Linked DNA regions of Mus musculus: region 1 is linked to region 2. Evidence: chromatin contacts called from public Hi-C data. All regions are on one chromosome and are shown on one strand. Each heading gives the region's core, a stretch centred on a gene start, on an enhancer-like site or on the middle of the called end of the contact. The rest is flanking DNA. Distances are from core to core; before and after follow the strand shown. Region 1 has its middle 19 kb from the start of Gm26839. Region 2 has its middle 18 kb from the start of Foxn3.

What was found. Hi-C and Micro-C count contacts between places; a contact is called where the count stands out from the background.
Region 1: a Hi-C map of granulocyte-monocyte progenitors shows a contact between it and region 2, with 1.5 times the contacts expected there. The contact joins two enhancer-like sites. A contact is called at or near these places in 2 of 39 promoter capture datasets (hippocampal neurons and liver), 13 of 484 Hi-C or Micro-C datasets (B cells, CD8 T cells, the N1E-115 cell line and 9 more), 1 of 115 datasets of contacts at active chromatin or transcription factors (memory CD8 T cells) and 1 of 9 other capture datasets (adipose tissue).

What each region holds. Positions count from the first base shown.
Region 1 is chr12:99,543,318-99,546,200 of GRCm38.p6, forward strand. It overlaps a transcript of Foxn3 not described here. Among named protein-coding and RNA genes, the nearest start is that of Gm26839, 19 kb to the right of the region's middle. Within about 2 kb of position 1,369, at least 35 of the 459 cell types and tissues checked have an H3K27ac peak or open chromatin away from gene starts, as enhancers often do. A contact at or near this core is called in B cells, adipose tissue, granulocyte-monocyte progenitors and 2 more, where this site is marked.
Region 2 is chr12:99,466,743-99,469,549 of GRCm38.p6, forward strand. It overlaps a transcript of Foxn3 not described here. Among named protein-coding and RNA genes, the nearest start is that of Foxn3, 18 kb to the left of the region's middle. Within about 2 kb of position 1,474, at least 149 of the 459 cell types and tissues checked have an H3K27ac peak or open chromatin away from gene starts, as enhancers often do. A contact at or near this core is called in B cells, adipose tissue, granulocyte-monocyte progenitors and 2 more, where this site is marked.

The DNA of each region.
Region 1 (2,883 bases), core at 119-2,618, 76 kb after region 2:
CATGGTGGCTCCATTAAGGCAAATAGTTGCTGGTCCTAACTCTAACTACTGTTTGTTTTCAGAATTGTACAATGCTAGAGTATGTGTGCACGAGCACATATATATGTATATATGTATGTACACTGTTCCATATCTTAGGGCTTCCCCAACATTCTCTGGGCCTGTGAGATGGCTCAGCAGGTCAAGTTGCACATTGCCAAGCCTGACAACTTTAGTTCAATCCCAAGGGCCCACATGGTTTAAGGAGAAAGCCAAATCTCATAAAGTGCCCTCTGACCTTCACACACAGTCACAGCATGTGCCCCTCCCTACGCACACATACACCCACAGTAAATAAATAAGGGTTACAGAAACTTGAAGCTGGGCATGGGGGCACGTGCATTTAATCCTGGCATTCGGGAGGCAGAAACAGGTGGACCTCTGTGAATTCAGTCCAGCTTGTTGTACATAGAGAATTCTAGGCCAGCCAGGGCTACGGTGGGAGAGCTTGCTTCAAAACAAAACAAAACAAAACAAAATAGAACAGAAACAACAAAACCTGAAACACTGCCCCCCACAAACACCTCTTCTGTCTCATTTTCTCTCTCTTGATGAATATACAGTTACATATCTGTGGGGTATTCCTACCACATTTTATGTCTTCATGATCTTGTTTATTGTCTGTGCTGCCACCTCCCGGTGTCACTGTTCTTGTTGCTATCTCATTATTACTTTGGCACTGAGGACAGACTCCAGGGCCCCACAGAAGTACACTCCAGCCTTGGGCTTTATTTCCTTCTGCTCCATCTTCTAAGTCACCAATTCTCTCTTCACTGGCATCCCCTTTATTGAATCCATCCATTTCGCCTCCGAAAACACTTCCTTGGAGTACAAGAAGCCATTTACACGCCATTAAAGTCACCAACTACAAGGATTCATTTAATGGTTTTCATGAATCCAATCATACCATCATAGCCTTCTCTGAATCCAATCTTAGGTCGTTTCTATCACCCCAGAAAGCATGCTCTCCTGGGATTTAACCGCAGCAAGTATTCCAAAAGGTCAATTGTTTGTCTTACATTTTAGCCCTCTGGATATATGAATTATGGATATTGGTTAACAAAGTCACACTAGTAACAGGAAACAGGCCCAGAGGCTCAGCTTCCCTTCTGTGGGTTTTCACCTTCAACCTTGTTCCTCAATGCCTTGATGGATCTCCAGGACTCCGGTTTTGTTTTGTTTCTTCTTTTTGATTGTAAGCAACTTTTCTCTGCAGAAGAGGAGACCTGAACAAACTACATCTGCTAATGTTAGACACACTGACAGCCCACGCGAGCGAGCGAGCGAGCTAGCTAGGTGAGCAAAACTTATCATGCAAATGAGGACGCTGATGGGAGATAAAAATAGACATCAGTGGGGACCTCACTGCGTCTGCGGGCACAGACCAGAAGCACCACAAACAAAGCAGAATGTTTGGTCAACCTAACCACAACAAAGGACGCCCTCTGCTAAAAATACACACTTAAAGACCACGGTGCCCATAGGAAAATTATTAGTTCTTGACTCTTTCCTTTGTGCTATTTGATGCTAAAGAGAGAAAGGAACAAATGCTCACTGGGGCAGGGACACTCAGTACCTCACGGCATCAGCAAGATGGAACTCACTATGATGTCAGTCTGTCAGGTCCTGTATGTCATTGATGCCCTGAGATTTAGTAAATAAGACAGATTTTGTGTGTGTGTGTGTATACTAATACATGTCTGGGAAGTTTTGGAGTGGAGAAAAAAACCTGACAAGCTCTATATGACAAGCCGTATGCCTCCTTCTCTTCCTCTAGTTTATTTTAAAATGCTATACTCTGCTCTTTTGTACAAAATTCTATCCCCTATTTTATAAAAGAAAAAGCCACAGTAGTGAAGGGCCTGGTGTAGTAGCCTTTGAGAAGGCTAGCCCTGCCTGTTGGATCATCCTTACAGTGACTCTTCTTGGTCAGACAGGAACAGAGTCTAAGGAGAAGCAGTATTCTCAAGCAGACCAGTGGTGTGGTTGCTGCCTAATTATAGCCTCACCACATCTTGCATTTGCAAGATGTCTGTCCTTTCCTGGAATTTTAATGATGCTATTCAGGATATCACTTCCTATTCTTAATTTGCCTGTTTTAGAGAACTTGATTCCAAACAATGTTTTGGATACAAACAGTCCGACATTTTTCCAAAACACAGGCTTTATTGGCATATAAAGCGATTTGCCACATGCACAGTGTTTACATCCTAGCAGGTGGATAATAGATCAGAGTTACAGCAATGTCAGGGGACTTTCCCATCCATAGTACATGGCATGGGAGAAAGAAAACCACTCAGCGAAAAGAAAACAGAATATGATTCCAACAATTTAACTTCCGTCCATATGTCACTGTCGTTTTCTAAGCAACAGAACATAAAAATGAAGCACTGGCAACGGGGAGCCTAACAACAAAGGGATTAATGCGTTAACTTGGGGGACACTGAGGCCAGCAGCCGGGGTCCAGTCAAGCTGAGATGTCCTGCAGCCCTGGGACTCCTTCAGAGCTGGCGAGCGCCTTGGTTGTAGATTTGCTAAACTCTGGCCTGGAGGTAGAAGGTCTGCCTGCTTAAGCAAAACCTAAAGTCAATAAAGGGAAAGGAAGTACGGGGCTCCTAAAAGATGGGAACGGTACCTAGCTCTTCTCTCTCTCTCTCTCTCTCCCTCTCTCTCTCTCTCTCTCTCTCTGTGTGTGTGTGTGTGTGTGTGTGTATTGTGTGCACACACACGTGGAGGCCAGCAGACAACTCTCAGAGGCTGATTCTGTCTTTCTACCTCATTGAGGCTAGGCCTCTCTGATTTCTGCTGAGCCACATGGTCCAGGCTTGCCATGTGAAGTGTCAT
Region 2 (2,807 bases), core at 224-2,723:
CTCAAATCCTTAAGTTACTTTCCCGAGGCATCCTGTCAAGGAACAAGAACAGCCATCAATACAGCCAGCAAGAAACAAAAGCAGAAAGAGCACCCGCAAATTAAGCTCAACCCCCAGCAACAAGAAAATGGAGTTACAGCCAGGTTATGGTGGTGCAGGCCTTTAATCCCAGCAATCAGGAGGCAGAGGCAGTTGGATGTCTGTGAGTTCGAGGGCAGCCTGGCCTACAGTAGAGTGAGTTCTAGGACAGCCAGGGCTACATAAAGAAATCCTGTCTCAAATCCCTCCGAAAAGAAGGAAGGAAGGAAGGAAGGAAGGAAGGAAGGAAGGAAGGAAGGAAGGAAGGAAGACAGCAAATGGAGTTGTACTTCTAGACCTAAATTTGAGGAGGCTGAGGGGGCGTGACAGGTCCAGCCGTGGTCTGCCGTACTGAAAATTAGCTAAGAACCCCTCAGTGACATTATTTATTCAACAATATCAAAATGTAAATGAACCACTATGCTAAAAAAAAAAAAAGATAGAAAAAAGAGAAAGAAATCCATACAGCTGGTTTCTATATGAATGCAGAAACACCATTTCTTTAAAAAAAAATATGAACGATTTCTTCATCTCTCACATTCAGTTAGTATACAGTTGGCATTTTCAAAATGCAAACCTGATGTGGCTTTGGAATTCATTGAAGCACATTGGAAGACATCTGAGTGGAGGGGTTGGGGGGTGCGGCAGGGATTCTAGCCATATGCTGCTGGTGCATGGATTTGAATATTTGAAAGGTAATCTAGAAAAGAGAATGCTTCCAGCTCTCCTTACCAACAACAGTCATTCGTAGCAACCACACGTTTTATAGATCGAACCACTTGCCCATGTGTGAGACAATTACACGAGGACGTCAGGGGCTAGCCTCCCAGGGCAGCCTGGCTAGTTCAAGTGTGATTCTCGATAGGCTACTGGACATAGAGCCCAGCAGTCCTCTGCGTCACTGCTAAGGGAGGGATGATGGCTCTGGCCACATTGAGTGTATTCACAAAGAGATTTCCTAAAAAAAAAAAAAAAAAAATGCTCAAGTTTGGTGACCATGGATGAAAAGCTGCGGGGCCTCGCAATGGCTGCCTCCAAACCCGACCAGCAATGCTGTGAAATCAATCATCTCTCCTATCACGCTCATCGGATCCGCTGCTTGCACCCTTCTGTTTATCTGAGCAGCCACAAAGGAAATGGGCAAAAGCCAAGCCCACGGGCAGGGACTCTCCCTCTGGCTCTGATGGTGGTGTGCACCCAGAGAGGGATGGGAGGGACCCCTGTAACAGAACTGGGAAGGAGCCCTGTCAGAGCTCCTCAGCCCTGCCCATCTGTCCCTGGGCCAGGCCTCTAACTGGGTCATTCCGTCAGAGACCACACAAAAGACTGTGTGGTCGTGTGCACGGCTAATCCACTTCCGTGCTTGCAGAGGGCACTAACTCACATAAGAACAAACTCCATCGCCTCGCGCTTGGCTCGCTCACCAAGCCACATGTCTGAGACCCAAACCACCGCAAGTACAGGCTGGCGACGTCACCACAAAAAGAGTCCAAAAACCGAGTACTTTGTTTTCCATGCTTGGGAGGGCGGGGGCGGGGGAGGAAGTGAATGTGGACTTGTGACAGAGCTGAGAAACCTGACCACAACATTGGTGAGGAGGGGCTTTGGTTTTGGATCTGACCTGGCCACGGTTCTCAGTGGGCAAACACCTCCATTAGCTCAGCGAACAGGGGAATGCGCTCATCCCTGAAGGACAGGAAGAGAATAATTCCAGAACCGTGGCTCCAGGAGAGAAGGCTGGCACCTCTGCTTCAGCCCTGTCTAGCCACCACCATTATTCTACTCCTCCCCTTGACCCCATCCTCCATCTGAAACAAACTAGAACCTCAGGTCTGGAGGGAGTCTGGGAGCTGAGGCTTCACAGACATCCTCTCTTTGGCATGGCATGTCCCTAAGATGACACGTGAGAATCTACTCCTCCTACCAAGCACACGTCTTCTCACAGCATCTGTAGCCAGGGACCCCTCTCCTCTGACCCCAATTAATTCAACTCTGACCCAGAGCCCCTCTCTTGGATCCAGCACCCAAAGCTCTCCAAGAGCTCCTGAGGCAGACAAATGAACCCGTGGTCAAGCACGCACATCATCGCCAGGATAGCAGCATCTGAGATCTGGGATGACCTCCATCTCAGGCAGTGAATTACAACAGGTGTGGGGAGGTGTGTGATACATGAATTACCTCCTGATGGGGTTGTAATAGCCAGATCTTTTCTCTGCAGCCTAACAAAGTATGGCCAACAGTGTTACTGTTCTGATGGTAGTATTTGCTTGACTCTAGCCCACCTCACCAACTACTGTCCCTAACCCATCTGCCTTGAGCGGCATGGGCAGCGACTGATACCGCAGCCAGTGAGGAGACTCCAGAAAGTCACCCTCAAAGCACAGTGGTGAGGGTCTGAAGCACACTAGACCATAGCCACCTCATGTGGAATTCCAGGGTGGTAACGTAAGGAGCTGCCGGGCAGGGGAAAGAATGATCAAGTTGCCCCATGGATAGAAAGTAACAGTGACAAATGAGGACTGCCTTCTGTGACAGTCCTTAGCAAGCCAGGAAACACTGGAGAAATTTGAGAATTTGACATCTAAAAACCAAGACCCAATAATCATTCAAGAGTGGAGCGAAGGCTTGGCCGAACTGTTCTTTCTATCGGATTATAAACCACACATCACCCTGTCTTAACTTTACTGTAAGGGGATACTCTAAACACAGTCTGAAAGATACGGACTCTA